Linked DNA regions of Gossypium hirsutum: region 1 is linked to region 2. The links are chromatin contacts, called in public Hi-C maps. All regions are on one chromosome and are shown on one strand. The core of a region is the stretch at or near the end of the contact, and the rest is flanking DNA. Distances in the headings are between cores, read along the strand shown. Region 1 holds the start of LOC107907939 (beta-glucuronosyltransferase GlcAT14A). Region 2 holds the start of LOC107910037 (protein WVD2-like 7).

Region 1 (2,924 bases), core at 185-2,684, 400 kb before region 2:
ATTTTATTTTAAAAGTCAATCCCCGTTTTTTTTTTAAAAAACATGAAAATGGTTTCGACATAGGTTTTCATGGGAGGAGCAACTTGAAAGAGCTCTTACTTGCGATATTTTTATTTTAATTTCGCACCTGTTGCCTATGTGTTATTATTATTACTTTCAAACTTTGCGTTTTATTATTTATTGTACGTTATTTTTAAACACACATTTGCGTTCAAAATATGTAGTTTTCACGCACATACGCGTGTGATAAGATTTCCAGTATAGATAATGTCACTGATTGTGTTGGCGTCACAACTCAACTTGATATTTAATTTTTTAAAAATGAAATTTAATATTGATTGTTCTCCTCACTAACTTGATCTTTTTTTAACGTGTTATAAAAAATGGCAACACCATAATAAACAATTGGAGTGTATTTAATATTCTTAATATGATTTATTTACCTATTTCAATTTTCTTTTACTCGTAAATTAAATTTTTTATTATTTTAATTGCGTACATATTACATATGTGTTGTTATTATTATTAGTTTCAAACTTTATGTTTAATTATTTATTGTATGTTATTTTTAAACACACATTTGTGTTCTAAATCTGTAGTTTCTGCATGCATACACGTGTGATAGAATTTCCAGTTATATATAAAATTTTAATAAATATAAATATATATTTTAGTTTTTTTTAATATGAGCAGACCTAAAATAAGTTTGGGTTAGCCATTTATTAATATGATAGACTTGACAGAATTTTAGCCTTATATTTCGGGTTGGGTTGGACTTGGGCAAACATAATTGTTAATATCATGTTTAAGCCCAATGTAAATCCGACCCGACCCATTAAAGAGTAACCCCTAAATTTCAATGACACTTGTTTTTTTTGTTCAATATATATATTTAAAATTTAATCCATATATTTTAAATATATTTATATATCAAGTTGACATTTTAATCCTAAACTGAAAATTAAATTGATGGAATACAAATATTTTAGAGATTAATTAGAAGAGAACCTCAAAACTTTGACATCTAGAAGGTTAAAGAGAAGCAGAATGAAGTTTGATATGGATATAGCAGTAGGAAGATGAAAGAAAGACGGCCATCTACCGTTATCTAAACCCAAGAGTAGGTCAATTTTCATCATATCATATCACGTCTTTGCTTAGCGCATGCAGGGAGAGTTGATTCAAAGACGCAATCCATATTTTCCCTAAGTTGCGAACTATGAAAACCACCTTTCTAAAAGGAGTTTAGCGATTCTAGATCTGTACCTTTTAAATTAAGTTAATCCAGGGACTGCCTTCACGGAAGCGCGTTACTTGACGCGCAACTCAGGATCGTGAAATGGTTTTGTGTTTTTTGGACCCACCCAAAAGAAGAAAAAACAGAGTTACAATTTTATTTATTTATTTATTTCGTTTCTTTTCATTTTTGAATTTATTTTTAATTCATTTATTTATCACTTAAAATAAATAAATAATTTTAAAGTTAGAGGGTAAAATGGATTATTATACCTTATCAGAAAAAACAAATCAAATCGTACAGATCAGAAGATCCACAGGTTGAAACTTCAAATGTTCTTTCTCTCCAACTAAGCCAAATCTAACCTGAAAGAGAAAAAATAGAATAAAAAACCCTAACCCTAGTTAATTCTTTCACCTCCAAAGAAAAAAAAAATTCATTTCATCATCAAAACAAACCAAGGATTTGAACATTTTACACAAACAAGCAAGAGCAAAGGAGTGAAAAGAAAATGCTATAATCATTTTGATTGGCATTACAGCAAGATAGAGAGAGAGAGAGAGAGAGGGAAAGAGAGAATTGAGCAAAAAACAAAAAACAAAAAAGAGCTTTACTGTGCTGATCTAGATTTTATCATCAATGGTTTTCAGTCTTGTGGAACCAGAGATCCGACCTTTCTCCTGTAACATCTTCAAAATCCAAATTCAACCCGGATTTCCTCATTCGATCCTCAACAAAACCATATGCTCAAAAGTCAATCTTTGAATCCAATTTTACCACAATTTTTGAAGACCCTTAAAACACTATTGTTATGGGAGCTGAAAGGAAATGGTTTTTCAGTCTTCTTTCCCTTACATTTCTCTCCGTTCTCCTCCTCGTACTTTACTCGATCTCACCTTTCAGCCCCCCTAGACCTTTCCCTTCACTGGTCCAACTCGGCCTTCCATATCCACCAGCTTTTGGGTATTATATATTTGGTGGAAAAGGTGATAAAGATCGGATCTTTAGGCTACTCCTTGCTGTCTATCACCCCAGGAATCGTTATGTATTGCATCTTGGAGCTGATGCCACTGATGGCGAACGGTATAGTTTGGTTGTGGCTTTGAAATCTGTGCCTGCTATTAGGAGCTTTTCAAATGTAGATGTTATAGGGAACCCTGATCGGTTTTCGTATATGGGTTCTTCGTATATTGCTTCCACTTTGCACGCTGCCGCTATTTTGATGAAGGTTGATCCTGGCTGGGATTGGTTTATTGCTTTGAGTGCTTTGGATTATCCCTTGCTTACTCAAGACGGTAAGCAGTTTGGGTTCATTTTTTAAAATTTATTTATGTTGTTTTTCTTTTATATGGAGTAATTAGGTGAATTCAGAGAACAGTTTGACTTTGGATATACATGATCTTGATTTAATTGGAATTACTTGAAATTTTGATGAATTTGCATTGTCTCAGTTCATAATATACGGTTTGATACGAAATGGGACTTGAGATTTTCTGATTTTGGTGCTCTTTATGATCTAGGATTAGGCAAATGTTCGGAATTGGTTTAGGTTGCTTTTTCTGGGAAATTAGTATAAATTAACCACAATAGATAGTTGACTCCTAGTTGTAGTTGCTCTTTTGCTTGGATTCATTCTGCCAAAATTTGGTGCACCATTTCTAAATCTTAAATCTTTCCTACAGTCTAA
Region 2 (2,779 bases), core at 97-2,596:
AACCTGGTTTCGAGAATTTCTCAACCTCTTCAAGATATTTATTGTGTGAGAAAGAGGATCTCCTTTCCCAAGCTAAGGGCTCATTTTCAAATCTGCCAAATGATATAGAACCAGAATGCAAAGATTCTGTCTGCCAAGATTGAAAAGAATGTGGAGTTAGAATAAATCAAATAGGTGGACAAGTTATCAGAGAATAAAGTAAATCGTATTTTATGATCCAGTTCATGGATCAGAAACTCATAAAAATGGTTAGCAAGATCAAAATTCACCAGCACTTAAATACCCATTGGTAGAGGTACTTGAGATACCGTAAGCCATTATAGCTAAAGACAATCTTCTGTAGATTTTCAACTTCTCAAAAATAATATAGTAGACATTTCTAATGACACAAAAGTGGTTCCATAGATAATTTGAAGTTTGAAAAAGAATAACTAACATATCTAATACTATAATTATAAGTTAATGTCAAAACTAATGGCTAACATACATACCATCTCCTAAGAACAATTGCATTTCTTTGTCTGAGATACATTATGTATGTTTTTGTGAATACATGACATTTTATTCAATAATATCATCAAAAATTGAGATAGGAAACAGTGATCATGATCAAACTAGAACTAATCGAGATATGGACTAGAGAAACTGAAACCTAAATAGCAAGTAAATGAACTTGAGTCATCCAAAAGGGGATATATATGTACAAACTATGAACATGAAGTAAGTTCGTTTTGCAAATGAAGTGAACCAACCACTACAATTTTTTTTTCTTGTTTTAAACTTCATAAGTGAGATTATCATTTCATTAGTTAAAAACAAATTGAGATTCCACCATTTCTAAACATAAACCGGTTTCACAATATTCAGTAAGCACTACAACAATTATCCAGTTGACAAATATAATTCCATTGATGAAACACATAATAGAAATTCCAAACACCTAACCAAAAGGAAAGAAAGAGCAAGAAAATTTACCAGAAAACTAATGTTGAAAGGCTCTTGAAACTCTCCCGCCATTCGCAGCAGTTACCTCAAAATTCAAGAGTGAGGAAGCTACATCCCCAGCGTATCAAACGGATCCAGTCAATCAAATTCAAAACAAAACACATTTCTTCACAACTTCAACAGTAATACACGAATCTTAACTAAAAGTGCTTTGCGAGTAACACGCCAAAAACAAAAAAAGCCAAAGCTCCAAGGTTTTTTTTTGTTTTGTTTGTTTTTCTCGTTTATTTTCAGATCTTTCTAAAAAAAGGAATAAAAATTGTGAATTTGTTTGTGTATAGTAGTAAGAGTAGAAAGTTTGTGAACGTAATGAAGAGCTTAAAAAGGTTGATCCATCAATTCAATCATTATTTATTTATTTTCGTTAAAAAAAACCCTTTTATCATGTGGGGTTGGTTGTCCTTTTTGTCTTGTCCTCATCAGATCATCACCGCACTTATAATCGGACGGCTGTGATTATGGATCAGACTTCAGAGGAGGAAGAAGATCTAGAGAAAGCTCGCATTCGGATTGGGAACGACACCGTTTTCTGGTATGGTTGGCAATGCAAGTGTTGGGTAATGTCCCACGTTTGAGCTTCATTTATCTGTTGTTGACTTTCCCAGCAGTGCTTTTACGACTTATGGTCACTATGGGGTCTCTGAAGGCCGAGAATACTTTTAACATTTTTTTCTTAAGTTACTTAAAGCTTATTTTATATTATAATTTGTAAGAGATTAATAAGATTAATCCACTGTTTATGTACAATTTTTCATGTAATTTTTTTTTGAAATAATAAAATCGAAATCTTTTAAGTTTAATTTCCGCTATATATTTGTTAAAAAAAATTCCATCATCATGTGGCTATTTATTCAATATTTGTTTCTTTTTTTTAATTAGAATCAAATCATTTTAATCAATTTAATTGTAGTATAAAAAATATATAAACTTGATGAGTAAATTTTTTTTGTTGCGTCTCATTAAATGGGACAATCGAATATTTATATACATGGTTAGTGTTTATAAAATTAATTTTCTTAGTAGACTCTATGCATACAGGACATGTGTACTATTCTAGGTTGTTTACTAGACTTCGTGACCCCACATGCAAGCTCCTTAGATATATATGAGCAGAGACAACAAGCTCCCCTTGCGAGCACCAAGTGAGTGTAAACTGAGACCGCAAACTTCCTTTACAAACTTCCAGATCACGGGTGGGCGACCTGGACCTTATCTGATTCTCGAGTTAATGATCATAAGTACATAACAAAACCTTTTAAAAATAAGATAATATATAATTAAAAATTTTAATTAATATAAATGAGATTTATAATCATTTTAATATTCTCATTAAATCAAAGCGTTTAATCTTTATATAGAAATATATATAACATAAAAATCAATTGATATTTTAATTAAAATTATAAAATTACATATTTAATATTTAATGTGCCCTTTATTCAAATCAAATCACATCATAATAATATAAATTATTTTATAAAAAAAAGAACGAAATTTTAATAATTACCTAATGAAATTGAAATTTGATTAATAAATCCAATTAATTCAATTAAAAATTTTGTCATAATAGAGATATATGGATTATTATCCTATCGGAAAATTAGAATCAATTAGATATCGTGGGTAATATGCCTATCGGAAAAAAAACAATTGAAAGTTTATTTTTTAATCTAGTAGGGGTTGCAAACTAAACTACTAATGTAATTTGTTCTCTCTTCTGGATCTTTATATTTATTAATATTTCTTGTTTAATAAAATGATTGACTAAATTTAT

The links. A called contact is a pair of places that touch in the nucleus more often than the background predicts.
Region 1: a Hi-C map of leaf shows a contact between it and region 2, with 1.7 times the contacts expected there. The contact joins the promoter of LOC107907939 here to the promoter of LOC107910037 in region 2. A contact is called at or near these places in 2 of 34 Hi-C or Micro-C datasets (both in leaf).

The regions. Positions count from the first base shown.
Region 1 is chrD02:55,055,494-55,058,417 of Gossypium_hirsutum_v2.1, reverse strand. LOC107907939 (beta-glucuronosyltransferase GlcAT14A) reads left to right here and starts at 1,434. Exons shown (of 4, transcript XM_016835236.2): 1 at 1,434-2,532. The coding sequence starts at 2,049.
Region 2 is chrD02:54,654,369-54,657,147 of Gossypium_hirsutum_v2.1, reverse strand. LOC107910037 (protein WVD2-like 7) reads right to left here and starts at 1,346. Exons shown (of 9, transcript XM_016837776.2): 1 at 976-1,346; 2 at 1-130. The coding sequence starts at 1,017.